Regions from separate parts of the Mus musculus genome. Here regions 1, 2, 3 and 5 are each linked to region 4. Evidence: chromatin contacts called from public HiChIP or PLAC-seq, Micro-C and promoter capture Hi-C data. All regions are on one chromosome and are shown on one strand. Each heading gives the region's core, a stretch centred on a gene start, on an enhancer-like site or on the middle of the called end of the contact. The rest is flanking DNA. Distances are from core to core; before and after follow the strand shown. Region 1 holds the start of Pifo (primary cilia formation). Region 2 holds the start of Atp5pb (ATP synthase peripheral stalk-membrane subunit b). Region 3 overlaps Tmigd3 (transmembrane and immunoglobulin domain containing 3). Region 4 holds the start of Kcna3 (potassium voltage-gated channel, shaker-related subfamily, member 3). Region 5 holds the start of Rap1a (RAS-related protein 1a).

Region 1 (2,700 bases), core at 14-2,513, 1.0 Mb before region 4:
GTTATTAAAACCTTGCTTTGGATCCATTTCTTTAGTGAAGGGCTTTTCTCCCTGCTTCCCAATCATCTACCTGTGTTAATGTCTCAACATAAATTTATGTTGCCACATGATCCACCCAGAACAATCCCAGAACATTACCTTGCTGATTGGCTTAAACCTCACAGCTGTCCTGGCTCCAATAGCATAGCCTTTCGTACTGGTTGGGACTTTCGATAGATTATATGCCAAACCATTCCACTTCCAGTGGAAGGAAGAGAACGAAGGCGGGGTGGGGTGGGGGGTGGGGTGGGCGTGGGGTTGGGGTGGTGGTGGTGCGGTGGTGGGGTGGGGTGGAGAAAGAAGAAAAGCATCAGAATTAGTAACACAATCCTAGAACGGCCTTCAAAGTGGAGTGAATACAGAATGTGTAAACTTCTCTGCAAGACATGGCCTTCCCCCACCTTGTCTTGGTTCTTTTATAGTCAAAAGCATAGAGTTCAACAAATGACACAAGTGACTTTGCAAAGAGGTGTGGCTGGACAGACAAACACATGAATTTCTGTGTATCCCAATGGCTTCAGTCTTTAGAGCTGTCAACAACTGAATTTACTTTTATGGAAGAGTCAGCCTGAAGATTGTACTGACTGACAGCTCAAGAGGGCGCTGGAAGTGAAGACAGGGAAGGGATTATATGAAGACAAGCTTGCGTTTAGTGGGGGATGGAAAGTGGCGAACTATCGTAGTTTACACATAGGCTCTACAGCTTGTCTCATATTGGGACCCAGAAATTAAAGTTACACATAGAGCAGTTTTTCTCCCAGAACACCTATGCATCCTGCTGTAGACAGGAAACTGAGTCCCACCCAAGGGGAAGTGAATACTTACATCTGTTGCTGCTGCATAACACCCAGGGCCTGTGTGGGGCATTCCCCTAAGAGGGAGATACAGGTTCCCCAGCCAGGTTGGGGGATGGTAGTGAGGAAAGAGTTTCCTCGCTTGACGTGTTCCAAAGGAGTAATTATTCACCTTCCCTAAAGATCAAGAGAAGAAACTCCAGGTGAGCACGTGGGTGGAGGGAAGCATGGGGCAAGGGGACCGTGCTGCCAACTCTTACATTGTAAAGCAGGTGTAACTCCACGGAGCGGAGGAGCAACCGGTATTTCCTCCGTGTTCATCTCTCCTGCTCTTCTTACCCTTCTTCTGCTGTCTGCTCTGTAAATCTCTGCTACTCTCCTTACCTATTCTGCTGAAGCACATCCTGCAGGGTGCTAGGATTAGCTCTGTGTACTACGTTGCCAAGGGAACGGAACCGCGGAGAGCTCTGAGCGCGCCTGCGCAGCAGGTTGCTCAGGACACAGGTCAAGTTACATCTAAGCTTTGAGGCTCTTAACTCTAGAGGGTGGCACCAGCTAGGCACCAGGTGGAAGGGCTACATGGGTGAGTGTGTGGAAAACTTCTTTGGAAAAGTCCACGAAGAATACACTGCTGTAAAGGTAGGTCTATGGGGCTCAGATCACCCTAGGTCTGGACTCCGGGGACCAGAAAAGGAGAAAACTCTGTGCTGACAAGTGAGGAAGATTGTGCCTCTGAACGATGCCTGGAGCAGAGGACTGTGGGGCAGGTGGGTGTTGAGATTGCGCTGACAGCAAGGACCCCATCAGGTCCATTTTAGATCCGTTTTTCTTTTTCCTCAAGTCTGAGATCGTGTGTGTGTGTGTGTGTGTGTGTGTGTGTGTGTGTGTGTGTGTGTGTGTAGGGGTGCAGGGGTAGGAGAGCGCAGGAACGTGTGGGTAGGAGGCTTTCAAAAGCTAATGGCTCTCAGTGGAACACTAAGAGTGCATTTGCATTGTTGAAGAGCTTAATAATTTAACATTTTTGTAAGTCTCAGTATCCTCATAATTCTACTGACAGGTTTGCTGAGTGTTTTAAGGCTGTGGAAGCAAAACCACACAGTGTGTACTTCCTAGCAGTTGTCAACGTAAAAGGTTTTCATCACATAGATAACAGCCAACTAACCTTTGAGCTTTTTCATACTACTGAGAGAAAGAACATCAGAATGTTTGTTATTAAACTTTGTCCTGTGCAGAAACAAGAACTTTTCTCCCCTGTGTTTTAGGGTAGCTTTACGACTTGTCCAGGTATAGGAGGTAACAAGACACACTGTCTGGCCCATGCTGCTGTGTGTCTTCCTTCCTCCCTCCCTCCCTCCCTCCCTCCCTCCCTCCCTCCCTCCCTTCCTCCCTCCCCCCCCCTCTCTCCTTCCTTCCTTAGATTATTTTTTAGATTTTTTTATTAGATATTTTCTTTATTTACATCTAACCCTTTACTAGTTTTCCCTCTGAAAATCCCCTATCCCTTCCCTCCTCCCCTGCTCCCCAATCTACTCACTCCCATTCCTGGCCCTGGCATTCCCCTATACTGGGGTATAGAACCTTCACAGGACCAAAGGCCTCTCCTCCTATTGATGGCCAACTGGTCCATTCTCTGCTACATATGCAGCTAGAGCCACGAGTCCCACCATGTGTTTTCTTTGGTTGGTGGTTTAGTCCCTGGGAGCTCTGGGGGTACTGGTTGGTTCATATTGTTGTTCCTCCTATGGGACTGCAAACCCCTTCAGCTCCTTGGGTCCTTGATCTAGCTCCTTCATTGGGGACCCTGTGCTCCTTGAGCATGACTGTGAGCATCCGCTAAGATTTTTTTTATTAGATATTTTCTTTATTT
Region 2 (2,700 bases), core at 115-2,614, 1.1 Mb before region 4:
CAAAGAGCTTAAAGCTGAAAGACGGTCAAGAGTGCTTACTGCTCTTCACAGGACCAGATTTGGTTCCCAGAACCTATGCTGGGCTGCCCACAGCAACCTCTAACTCCAGCTGCAGATCTAATACCTTTTTCTCTGCCTCTGCAAGCACACACGCACACAAAAATAAAATTATTAAAAAAAAAAAAAAGAGTTTGACATTCTTTGGAGAAAGCAGGGCTGGCATTAACAGTACATAAAAAAAGACCCAAGACACAGATGAGGTTAATTCAGGTTTTCTTGGTTTTGCTATGTTTAGATTTTATTGCAATAGGGATATGAGCTCTGAAGGGTTTTAAGTGGGGGGAACTGCCAAGATCTCTCTGCTACATTGAGAATGGACTGTATTGGGATAAAAACAGATGTTAAGACTGAAAGCCTAGTGAAATTGTCCATTTCAGAACTGTGGGCAGCGGCTTCATGCTGTAACAATGGTAGTGAAAGTAGTCAGACTCAAAGCATCCTCACGAGTTGAGTCTTACTGACGGATTAGAGGATGGAGCTACTGTGTAGCTGTCTCTAGGACTAGGGTTGTTACTGTGATCTCCACAAAGTTATCCACTGTCACATTATGTGATCATCAACACAAGCATTTACGAAGCCATATGTGTTTTCGGCCTCCTGATATGGTTAATAAAAGATGGAAATCTGGAAGACACCCAAAACAATAGGTTTTATTTTGCTGTATTTAACCAGATCTGTCCTTGGGGGTAAGTAAGCCAGTAACTTGGTTGTGTGTCGCTGAAGGTCACAACGAGGGGTGAGCCTCTCTTTGGTGTTTGTCAGAGGAAGGAACAGGATCATGTTCAAGGCAATTAGAAGAACAAACGTCCGAATGAGTATGCAAGCTGGCTAACGTGAAGGAAAACAGCAATTTTTGGCTTGACGCTAGGAAATGGAAAGAGAATAAGACGTGGTGACACTCACCCTGGACCTAGGGCGGCCGCGTTCTTCAGACACGGGGCTGGAAATACACAAGACGGAGGTTAGCAAAGTCAAGGAGAAATCGCGTTTCTACCTTCCCGGGTGTCGGCCCTGGCATCCGTCTCTGCCGCGCCCTGAGATGCTGGGCGGCCCGGGAGCTCTCCAGATCGCTCCCGTGGGTGAGCTCGGGCCCAAACGCCGCAGTCCGTCCTCTACCCGCTTCCCGCCTCCCCGGCCTGGCTTCTTCCTAGTCACCCTGCTACGCTAACCTAGGCTCTACGTCTCTCACCCGCTGTGGCGGCAGCAGAAAGCACCACCCGGGACAGCATTGTCTGCGAAGAGCGGGACAGCGGGCTCCGTGTCCCTGTGACCCCGACCCGAGCCTGTCAGGGGCAGGAGCAAGATGGCCGCTCGCACATCTCGCGAGAAGAGATCAGCTCGCTTTTTCTCGGAAGTTCTCGGCTTTTTCCCCGCCCCCTCCCCACTATCGCGAGAAGAGGAGAAAAAATGGGTGGGGCTGAGGGAGGGAAACAAACAAAATCCCGCTGCGGGGACAGGAGACGGAAAAGCAGGCTGGAAGGGTAGACACAATTCTCGCGAGAAGTAGAGCGAATTCCCTCGGAGAGGGGCGGTTGCGCAGAGGTACACCACGTGTGCGGTCCCTCCGGCGCCGAGTCAGGGTCTCTCGTCGAGTCTGGGTCTAGGTTAGATTTGGAATCGTGGAGATGCGGAAGGACACCCCTCCTCCGCTCGTGCCCCCGGCGGCCCGCGAGTGGAACCTGCCCCCCAATGCGCCCGCATGCATGGAACGTCAATTGGAGGCTGCACGGTACCGGTCTGGTGAGCCGAGATCCCGGGGCCTGGAAGCCCCTTTACCCCCAGTCTCGGGTGCCCTCTCCCGGTGCTGACCCTCTCGAGTCCTCCCAGCGCCGTGTGGCCCTCCTCGGCCATACCTGGCGTCCTGGCCCTGCCCCAGCTCAGCTCCACAAATCCGATCTCAGATTCAGACTGGTCCCGCCACGGGGTTCTGTGAGGTTACCATAGAAACAAGGCCTTCCATCTGACACCTTATAACTTTGCTCTCCCCACCGTAGATGGTTCCCTTCTGCTCGGGGTCTCCAGCCTGAGTGGTCGCTGCTGGGTAGGTTCTCTGTGGTTTTTCAAGGATCCTAGTGCGGCCCCCAACGAAGGTTTCTGCTCTGCTGGCGTCCAGACCGAGGCTGGAGTAGCTGACCTCACTTGGGTGGGGGACAAAGGTATCCTAGTGGCTTCTGATTCAGGTGAGTGATCCCCCTCCCCTGGAATTGAAGAGTTGGGTACAGGGTAGGATGGGAAAAGGTGTTTTATTATTTAGAAGCAGGGTTGTTTACCTTATTGGCTTGGCTGTCCCAGAAACTAAGTAGACCAGGCTGGCCTTGAACTCACAGAAGTCTTCCTCTGTGCTGTAATTAAAGACGTGTGCCACCGTGCCTAGCCTCCTGTTTTCTTTTGCTGTTGTGTTTGCTATGTGCTGTGAATTGACTCACCTTGCTAGGCAACTGCTCTGTCACTGGACAGTCCTTAATCCCACCTTTCTTTGAGTGTCAGGCTGAGAAATGTAGGCTTTGGCATTAAAAAAGACAAAGAAATGAAGTTGGTAGGTGATGGAGGGTAAATGTTGGACAAGCTAGGGATGAATATAGTCAGACTACATTGTATGCGTGTATGGAGTTCTCAGAATTAAGCAGATTAAAGAAAGTC
Region 3 (2,700 bases), core at 97-2,596, 1.1 Mb before region 4:
AGGCTTTTGCTGGCTCCTAGTTACTCTGTGAACCCAGATGAGGAGTCAGTGCTATTTAGTAAAAGCGATCTTTGAGTGCCTGATAAATTCTGTTACGAAATATAAGGCAAATAGTCAATATTTTTTGGGGTTGTGTGTGCACATGTTCCTGTGTGAGAAGGTGCACATTAGTGTGTGGTGGTGGTGGTGGTGGTGGGGGGGTGCGTGTGAATTTTGCATGTGAAGGCCAGAAGACAAATTCAGATATCCCTTTCCTACCAAGGTGGGTACTGCCCACCTTGTTTATTTTGAAACAGATTCTCTTTTGTTTTTGTTTTTCGAGACAGGGTTTCTCTGTGTAGCTCTGGCTGTCCTGGAACTCTCGTAGACCAGGCTGGCTGGCCTCGAACTCAGAAATCTGCCTGCCTCTGCCTCTGAAACAAATTCTCTTAACTGGCCTTGGGCTCAACACTTAGTCTAAGCTGGCAAGGCCCAGGTATCTGGCTATTTCCCCAGGGCTATGGTTGTGAGTGTAGGCCATAGCTGGGGGGGGGGGGGTTTGCTATGGGATTAGAGACTCTCCCTAACTCTGTCAATCCTTTTCCAACCACTGAGATTTTAAGTGCCCCTTGGCTCTGAAATTCTGTGAAGTGGCTACTACAGTTATTTTTATCTCAGTGTGAAGGTGCAGTTGATCATGGTGGATAAGGCATAATGGTGTGAGGGTGAGGCACCTGGTCATAGTGTCTCTGTGGTCTGGAAAACAAAAGTTGACCATTGACCAAGTATGACAGACATACTTTTACTCCCAATATTGGGGGGGTAGGATATGGCGGGGGGCAGAGAACTCTGTGAACCCAAGGCCAGCCCTGTCTATGTAGTGAATACTAGGCCAGCCAGGAATACACAGTGAGACCTTGGCAGGAGGAGATGGGAGAAGGAGGAAAAAACAAAACAAAACAAAACAAGATTGATCATCGCGTCGTACTTGAGGCTCAGTCACTTGACTGGAGCCCTGCAGCCCCACCCTTGCTTTTGCCTCTCTGAATCTGAAGCTACCCACAGAGTCTCACTCCCAGAGACAACGTATTGATTTGATGAGAACCTCAGGACAATGGTTCCAATTAAGCAAAGAGAAGCGGGAACCTGAAAGTGGAATTAGCTATTCCTGACGTTCGTCTAAAGCCTTGTCCTTGTCCTGAGCTCGGTCACCTAATTCCTCTTGTCATCATTTCAGCAGTGGTCCCTTCTTTCTCATTCTTCACTCCAGAAGAATCAAGAGCTCGGGGCTTCCCCTTACTGAGTCTCTGATTTAGTTTGAGAGCAGCTCCAGGAAGAGGCCCTGGGCTTGCTCCGGGGTGTCACAACCTCTGCTCAGTTGGCTGGACGGTGAGGGGGAAGTGCTGTAGAGTCTTGGTTTCCTGGTACTCTTCACACTGCACCTCTTGACTTTTAATTTCAAGCTCCATTATTGTGACATCGCTCAGTCTCCCCTTTGTGAGGAGGCTTGATTCAAAGTAATCACTTGACTCCAGTGGGAAGGACCATCACGGCCGGGCTTGCTGGTATCGTTAGACCCATGCCTATGAGGTTCTGAGAAGGACTTTGACTTTCTTTTTTGTTTTCTTTGTCCCTCTGACTACCACTGGTGGCTCGCTGGGACCTGGGTGGTTTCATTCTTGCCAAGAGAGAATAAAGAGCTATGCCAGCTCGGAAGAAGCCAAAACCTGGGGCCCAGAAGAAGCTGAAGCCTGGCGTGTGAAAAATACTCATTTAGCATAGAGTATTTAGCAAAGGCAAACCAAAAATTTCTGGCTACAACTGAGTAGCTCCACTCTGGTTTCAGGTTTAGAGATCAGTGTGCCAGGGGTCTTCCCATGAGGCTTGCCTCTGGCCAGCAAGTTTTCATCCTAAAAGGAAAACTGGGGAGTTTTCTCTAAAGAGAAAAGGTACAGAGACACACAGACAAATATAGGGGTGGGTTTCCTCTCTTTCATATGAAGACACTGAACAAATGTACATGCCAAATACATGGGTTTATTACTTTGCTTTTTAAAAATACAAGTCAAGTGGAAATAGAGACTAGCCTACCAAGAGTCAGCCAAAAGCTTTTTCTCCTCTTCCATTTTTATTACATTTGTGTGTGTGTGTGTGTGTGTGTGTGTGTGTGTGTGTGTGAGAGAGAGAGAGAGAGAGAGAGAGAGAGAGAGAATGAGAGAGAGGAGACAACACAATGGAAAGAGGTTTTCATTGCTACTCACTTAAACTGCTGTGTGCGCTCCTCATTTGTAACATGGGACTAATAACATCCATGCCATGTGGACGTGTGGCTATGTGGCAGGGCATGTGTGACAGCACACGTGGAGGTCAGAGGACAGTTTTGTGGAGGCGGTTCTCTCCATTTTCCATGTGGGTTCTCAGTAACCTATGTACTTTTCCTCCCCTGAATCTAAAGATCAATCATAGCCTTAAGAGAGAGCGCGGGGAACAGAATGGACAGCTCCAGAATGGACAGCTCCAGAATGGACAGCTAACACTGACTGTAGGATCTTCATACCCCTGTCTTCTTATTTGTTTTATTTTTTTGATTTTTCCAATTTGAGACAGAATCTCCTGTCATTCAGGTTGTCCTTGAACTTGATATATATATAGCAAGCATGACCCTGGATCTGTGACCCAAACAGACCAGGAGGAGATAATAAATGCTTACTACTGTCTATG
Region 4 (2,700 bases), core at 10-2,509:
GTTGGGCAAGCCCTCTTTATCATAGTTTAGTAGTTGGGAGAGGGGGTAAGAAAAACATGACGACAGATCACTCTTACATCAAACTGAATTTTCAGCTAACTTCATGGAATGAGTGAATGTCTAGACAATAGTTCCTCTTTTGCAAACGATTGCAATGATTCAAGGGGGTAACAGAATTTTGTAACTCTGGTACTTATACTTGGGGTAGCTAAATGTCTGGGAACAGAAATTATGTTTAAAGCAACCAGCACAATTTAGAGAAACAGTTTAAGGGAGATAATATTTTCTGTAGGCCCATATCAAGCAAGAGAGGCACAATCTGCAAAATGAAGGCTTTCCCACATTAACAGCTAAAATACACTTTCTCGAGTTCCCTACTGCAAGGGCAGGTATCATTGTGTTAATTAAACGCTAGGTATTGGGCCTGTTCGTCACACAGTAAGGTGTGGTGAATTTTCTTTACCATTCCCTCTTATTTTTTTCCACTGCCCTCACTAATCCCAACCAGAAACTTGCCCCTGATTCTGCCCGCACTGAGCTAACCATTATAAAAATGAGGTCTCCAGATGCCTTTAAGGACCCTCTTTTTAGACTGCTGGGAAGACTTGAGACCCCATGTTACCCATTAACCCATTGCTTCCTGTCCAAAAATATCGTTTACTGCACCAACACCCAGGTTTTAGCATTATTCTACCCCTCTAAATCCGGATGCTGGCCCCAGACTATCCTATCCTGCACTAGCCCAGACAACCTAGCCTGCAGCCCCTCCTCCCAAGACATTCAGGGTCTGGATGCCTGGATGCCTCCTTTGCTTGGGACTTTTTGTTACCTACTCTAGTGGAACTTGCCCTTCTTGGCAAAGTGTCAAGGGCCAGGAGGCCTCCCTTCGAGGGATGAGGTGTGGTCCTTGCGTGGGTATAACAGCCCTGAGATTAGGTCTCGACCACGCGCGGGAAGGGAACGCGCGCTGACCAGGAGCGAGCAAGCAGAGCCCAGGAACGAGGTCAGGCGGCCGGGTTCCTCCAAGGCCAGCGTGGCTGGGTAGGGGTTCCGCGGAGTCTGGGGAGTGGGGTGCAAGTTGGCGGCGATCCAGTGACAAAGAAGGTCGAGGAACAAGGGTGGCAAGCGGGAAGCGGAGCGCGCGCGCGCGGTGGGCGGGAAACCCGGGGGCGGTGGCAGAGAGGCGGGCGCGCGCCCCGCGGGGAGGGGTGCGGAGGAGGGAGGAGGAGGCGTCTGGACCGTGCAGCCCCGCGGGCCGCGCCAGCCCAGACAGAGCCTCGCGGCAGCCGCAGCAACAGGCGGCGGGGCCGGGCTCGTAGGGCAGAGGCGGCGGTGGGGCGGGGAGCTCCAGGAGGAGCGACTCGGGCCGGCAGCCGCCAGCAGGGAAGGAAAGCACCGCCGCCTCCCGCGCTCGACCGCCGCAGCCCTCCACCCATCACCGCGCCCACCCTGCACCGGACCCCGCAGGAGGCGGCGCGCGCATCCTGCAGAGCCCCGGCCACGCCGAGCTGCCGCCAGACATGACCGTGGTGCCCGGGGACCACCTGCTGGAGCCAGAGGCGGCGGGAGGCGGTGGCGGGGACCCGCCTCAGGGAGGCTGTGGCAGTGGCGGCGGCGGTGGCGGCTGCGACCGCTACGAGCCACTGCCACCCGCGCTGCCCGCCGCGGGCGAGCAAGATTGCTGCGGCGAGCGTGTGGTCATCAACATCTCTGGGCTGCGCTTCGAGACGCAGCTCAAGACCCTCTGCCAGTTCCCCGAGACACTGCTGGGCGACCCCAAGCGGCGCATGCGGTACTTTGACCCACTCCGCAATGAGTACTTCTTCGACCGCAACCGACCCAGCTTCGACGCCATCCTCTACTACTACCAGTCCGGGGGCCGCATTCGCCGGCCGGTCAACGTGCCCATCGACATCTTCTCCGAGGAGATCCGCTTTTACCAGCTGGGTGAGGAGGCCATGGAAAAGTTCCGTGAGGATGAGGGCTTCCTGCGGGAGGAGGAGCGACCCCTGCCCCGCCGTGACTTCCAGCGCCAGGTGTGGCTGCTCTTCGAATATCCGGAGAGCTCCGGGCCGGCCCGGGGCATTGCCATTGTGTCAGTGCTGGTCATTCTCATCTCCATTGTCATCTTCTGCTTGGAGACGCTTCCCGAGTTTCGCGATGAGAAAGACTATCCCGCCTCCCCGTCGCAGGACGTGTTTGAGGCTGCCAACAACAGCACGTCGGGGGCCCCTTCTGGAGCCTCCAGCTTCTCGGACCCCTTCTTCGTGGTGGAGACCTTGTGCATCATCTGGTTCTCCTTTGAGCTTCTGGTGCGGTTCTTTGCTTGCCCCAGTAAAGCCACCTTCTCCAGAAATATCATGAACTTGATAGACATTGTGGCCATCATTCCTTATTTTATCACTCTGGGCACTGAGCTGGCTGAACGACAAGGTAATGGGCAGCAGGCCATGTCGCTGGCCATCCTGAGAGTCATCCGCCTAGTAAGGGTTTTCCGCATCTTCAAGCTCTCCCGCCATTCTAAGGGGCTGCAGATCCTAGGACAGACGCTGAAGGCTTCCATGCGGGAGCTGGGGCTGCTCATATTCTTCCTCTTCATTGGGGTCATCCTTTTCTCCAGTGCAGTCTACTTTGCTGAGGCAGACGACCCTTCTTCGGGTTTTAACAGTATCCCGGATGCCTTCTGGTGGGCAGTAGTAA
Region 5 (2,700 bases), core at 146-2,645, 1.2 Mb before region 4:
ATTCGACAAATGCTGGGACAGGTATAATCCTTGCTAACGAACACAATCATAACAGAACCTGAAGTAGCAAGGAACTAAACTAAACAAGAGTCACACTAAGAAAGAATATCCGAAAATGTAAATTTAATTTTGAAACAAAGTGTTACAGAAGAGCATAAAGACAGGAAAGAGTCTGGGACCTAATCTAGTACTTACTCTACCAAAGTGTTACAGAAATCAATTACATCAAAAGAAAAAAGTACTCACAGGCATATCTACCCCCACACACTCTGACAGGAAACTCAAAGAAAGTTTCCAAATCCTGTTTCCAGCATCATCTCTTCTAACCGCCCGCTTCTGAAGGCTAACTCCCCTGGTTAATTCTGAGAGTCGACACTTTGACTCTAATAAAAACAGTATCTTCAGCCACCCAAGAAGCAGACAACAGCGGTTGGTACCTGTCCCGCTTGGCCCATTAACCTCCTGCCCTTTTATTCCATTTCTTACACAGTACTTCCTTCAAAGCAGCGACAAAACGATTTTCCTTTCCCAACGGCAATACACTCACAGTTTCTGAGCGGTAGCTCTTTTTCCAAGGCATGAAAGGTCCCCTCAACTCTAGTTTTCTATCCTGTGAGGAAATCTCAGATAGGAGGGGGGGCGGACGCGGGGGACACAACTGTCCTTCCTTGCTCTTCTCCTTACAACAGCCAATTACACAACTCAGCAGAAGACACTGCCCTTAACTTTCTGAGTAAGGAGACAAGCTACAATCCCACCACCCCACACTCCTCACACGCCCTCGGTGGGCGGAAGACCGGAATCACACCGTGGCCTCTTTCCTGACAAAATTCAGGGGTAGCAGCAGATATCAGAGAGTCGAGAGCGACGCTGCAAAGGCGAACACATGGCAAGCGGCAGAATACAGAGGGCAGGGAGGGCGGGAACCCGGGCTGGCGGCGGAGTGGGACACAGAGGTGTCAGCGCTCGGCGGCCGGGGCAAAGGCCGCGCGGAGGGCACCGCACCTCTCCGTCCGCGGGGACGACAGCCGAGCGGGCGCGGACACGCGTCCCATCTCGCGGCCCGCCCCTCGCGGCCGGTCCCGCAGGCCCCGCCGGGCCGCCTCGGTCCGCGGGCGTGGCTGGCTCCGGCCTTCAGCCGCGGCCCCTCCCGCCCGCCGGGCCCCCGGCCGCCGCCCCGGACTCGCGGACGGTTAAGAATAGGCCACCGAGGTGCGGCCAGTCCGCGCCCCTCACTCGCACCCCGTACTCACCCCGCGGCCCGGCGCCTCCTCCACCTCCTCCTCCTCCCTCCTCTCGGCCGCGGCTCGGGCTCGGGCTCTGCACGGCGGCGGCAGGAGCAGCGGCCTCGGGAGCGGCGGCGGCGGCGCCTCCGGAACGCGCACGCACGCAGCACGCAGGCCCCGCCCCCCCCGCCCTGGTCTCCGCCTTCCCCGCTGTGTCCGGAATCTATTTAAGGGAGCCGTTCTTCAAAGGGTGGGGGGCATAGTGTGCCAACAGGAACTGGGGCCTTGCCTTTGAGAAGGTGGTTAAGGCCAACATTGAAATGAGGAAGGGAAAAAAAAATCAGAAAGAGAATTTTGAAGGGATGCAACCATGGGACAGCTGTTAGTTGAGTGCCTAGTAGGTCCCCAATGCCTAGGCATACATAGGGAAAGTCACTTATAGAGCTCTCATCCTCGTGACCCAGGAGAGGGAACACGAACAACAAAAAGAGTAGCAAAATTCACAGGTCACCAGGGAGGGCTTTGCATGCTTTTGTTCGTGCTATGAAGAAACGAGCCTATCCAAAAGAGGCTGGATGAGAAGAATACCTTCCTGGGTTGAGAGGAAATCAGCCACAAACCCCGAGGTGGGGTGTGTCTTCCATATTTCACAACTAGCAAAATGCAAGCGAAAGGATGGATAGATAAGTAGAGTCTATGGCCAAAGAGTACTGAGGCGCCAAGATCTGGACAAACGACCAGACCCGGTGGAGCCTTTGGGCCATTGTAATGACAACAGGAAGCCCCGAGGAGAGGGTGGGCCCAGAAACAACTATATCTAGTTCATGTTTTTAAAGGTTAACTTTATGCAGGGCGTGGTGGTTTACTCCTGGAATCCCAGCATTTTGAAAACAGGAACAGAATTGCCACGAGTTTGAGGTTAGCCTGGACTACACAATGAGTTTCAGGCCCATCGGGAACTGGAGTGAGTCTCACTGTGTATGTAAAATATCCAACTGAAGCACGAATGTTCACAGGGGAAGTCTAAGGTGGCTATTCTCGTCCAATTGGCCAAGAGTGGTTATTTTATTTTAGATTTTGTTTATTTTAGCTTTATTAAACCTATTTTAATAGATTTAGACTTGAGAAAGCAGAGGGTCGAACGAAACAATTAGGAATGAATCTTAGGTTGGGGGCCTGCTGACTGATATCATTTAATAAGAGAGAAGATAGGGTAAGAACAAAGCTGGGACCAAAGAAATTGAGAGTTCAGTTTTATGGGGGATGGAGAAAGTTCAGTGGTGATGAGTCTGAGATATAAATTTGAGATCCATCAGGATGTAGATGATTTGACCCTCCGGTCTACATAAACTCTCTTAGGGATGGGGAGTAACTGGAAGAGAGGACCAAGAGAAACTTAGAGGTTAAAGATAAGCAGAGTTGACAGTCAGGTTAGAGGAACCCCTTGGAAGGAAGGAAGTTGTTAGGGAGTTGT

What was found. Promoter capture Hi-C pulls out the DNA fragments that hold promoters and counts their contacts. A called contact is a pair of places that touch in the nucleus more often than the background predicts. HiChIP or PLAC-seq counts read pairs in DNA pulled down with a chosen protein or histone mark.
Region 1: a contact with region 4 is called in a promoter capture Hi-C map of liver, with 4 times the contacts expected there. The contact joins the promoter of Pifo here to the promoter of Kcna3 in region 4. A contact is called at or near these places in 14 of 39 promoter capture datasets (the 3T3-L1 cell line, the C10 cell line, the HPC-7 cell line and 9 more), 1 of 484 Hi-C or Micro-C datasets (CD4 T cells) and 6 of 115 datasets of contacts at active chromatin or transcription factors (the 230-238 cell line, SST interneurons, T-cell acute lymphoblastic leukemia and 2 more).
Region 2: a promoter capture Hi-C map of pre-B cells shows a contact between it and region 4, with 3 times the contacts expected there. The contact joins the promoter of Atp5pb here to the promoter of Kcna3 in region 4. A contact is called at or near these places in 7 of 39 promoter capture datasets (the C10 cell line, cranial neural crest, hematopoietic stem and progenitor cells and 4 more), 2 of 484 Hi-C or Micro-C datasets (B cells and CD4 T cells), 2 of 115 datasets of contacts at active chromatin or transcription factors (astrocytes and large pre-B cells) and 1 of 9 other capture datasets (liver).
Region 3: a contact with region 4 is called in an H3K4me3 HiChIP or PLAC-seq map of bone marrow-derived macrophages, with 4 times the contacts expected there. The contact joins the enhancer-like site here to the promoter of Kcna3 in region 4. A contact is called at or near these places in 5 of 39 promoter capture datasets (cranial neural crest, hematopoietic stem and progenitor cells, liver and 2 more), 1 of 484 Hi-C or Micro-C datasets (B cells) and 3 of 115 datasets of contacts at active chromatin or transcription factors (bone marrow-derived macrophages, large pre-B cells and pro-B cells).
Region 5: a contact with region 4 is called in a Micro-C map of embryonic stem cells, with 5 times the contacts expected there. The contact joins the promoter of Rap1a here to the promoter of Kcna3 in region 4. A contact is called at or near these places in 3 of 39 promoter capture datasets (the C10 cell line, hippocampal neurons and pre-B cells), 1 of 484 Hi-C or Micro-C datasets (embryonic stem cells), 3 of 115 datasets of contacts at active chromatin or transcription factors (astrocytes, memory CD8 T cells and pro-B cells) and 1 of 9 other capture datasets (liver).

The regions. Positions count from the first base shown.
Region 1 is chr3:106,000,234-106,002,933 of GRCm38.p6, forward strand. Pifo (primary cilia formation) reads right to left here and starts at 1,264. Exons shown (of 6, transcript NM_029604.3): 1 at 1,094-1,264; 2 at 865-1,010; 3 at 139-237. The coding sequence starts at 1,154.
Region 2 is chr3:105,957,899-105,960,598 of GRCm38.p6, forward strand. Atp5pb (ATP synthase peripheral stalk-membrane subunit b) reads right to left here and starts at 1,365. Exons shown (of 7, transcript NM_009725.5): 1 at 1,250-1,365; 2 at 964-1,000. The coding sequence starts at 1,289. Wdr77 (WD repeat domain 77) reads left to right here and starts at 1,600. Exons shown (of 10, transcript NM_027432.3): 1 at 1,600-1,800; 2 at 2,055-2,240. The coding sequence starts at 1,686.
Region 3 is chr3:105,909,340-105,912,039 of GRCm38.p6, forward strand. All of the region lies in intron 1 of Tmigd3 (transmembrane and immunoglobulin domain containing 3), which reads left to right. Among named protein-coding and RNA genes, the nearest start is that of Adora3, 6.3 kb to the left of the region's middle. Within about 2 kb of position 1,347, at least 87 of the 459 cell types and tissues checked have an H3K27ac peak or open chromatin away from gene starts, as enhancers often do. A contact at or near this core is called in B cells, bone marrow-derived macrophages and hematopoietic stem and progenitor cells, where this site is marked.
Region 4 is chr3:107,034,903-107,037,602 of GRCm38.p6, forward strand. It overlaps Kcna3 (potassium voltage-gated channel, shaker-related subfamily, member 3), which reads left to right and starts at 1,260. Exons shown (of 1, transcript NM_008418.2): 1 at 1,260-2,700. The coding sequence starts at 1,521.
Region 5 is chr3:105,799,986-105,802,685 of GRCm38.p6, forward strand. It overlaps Rap1a (RAS-related protein 1a), which reads right to left and starts at 1,396. Exons shown (of 8, transcript NM_145541.5): 1 at 1,254-1,396.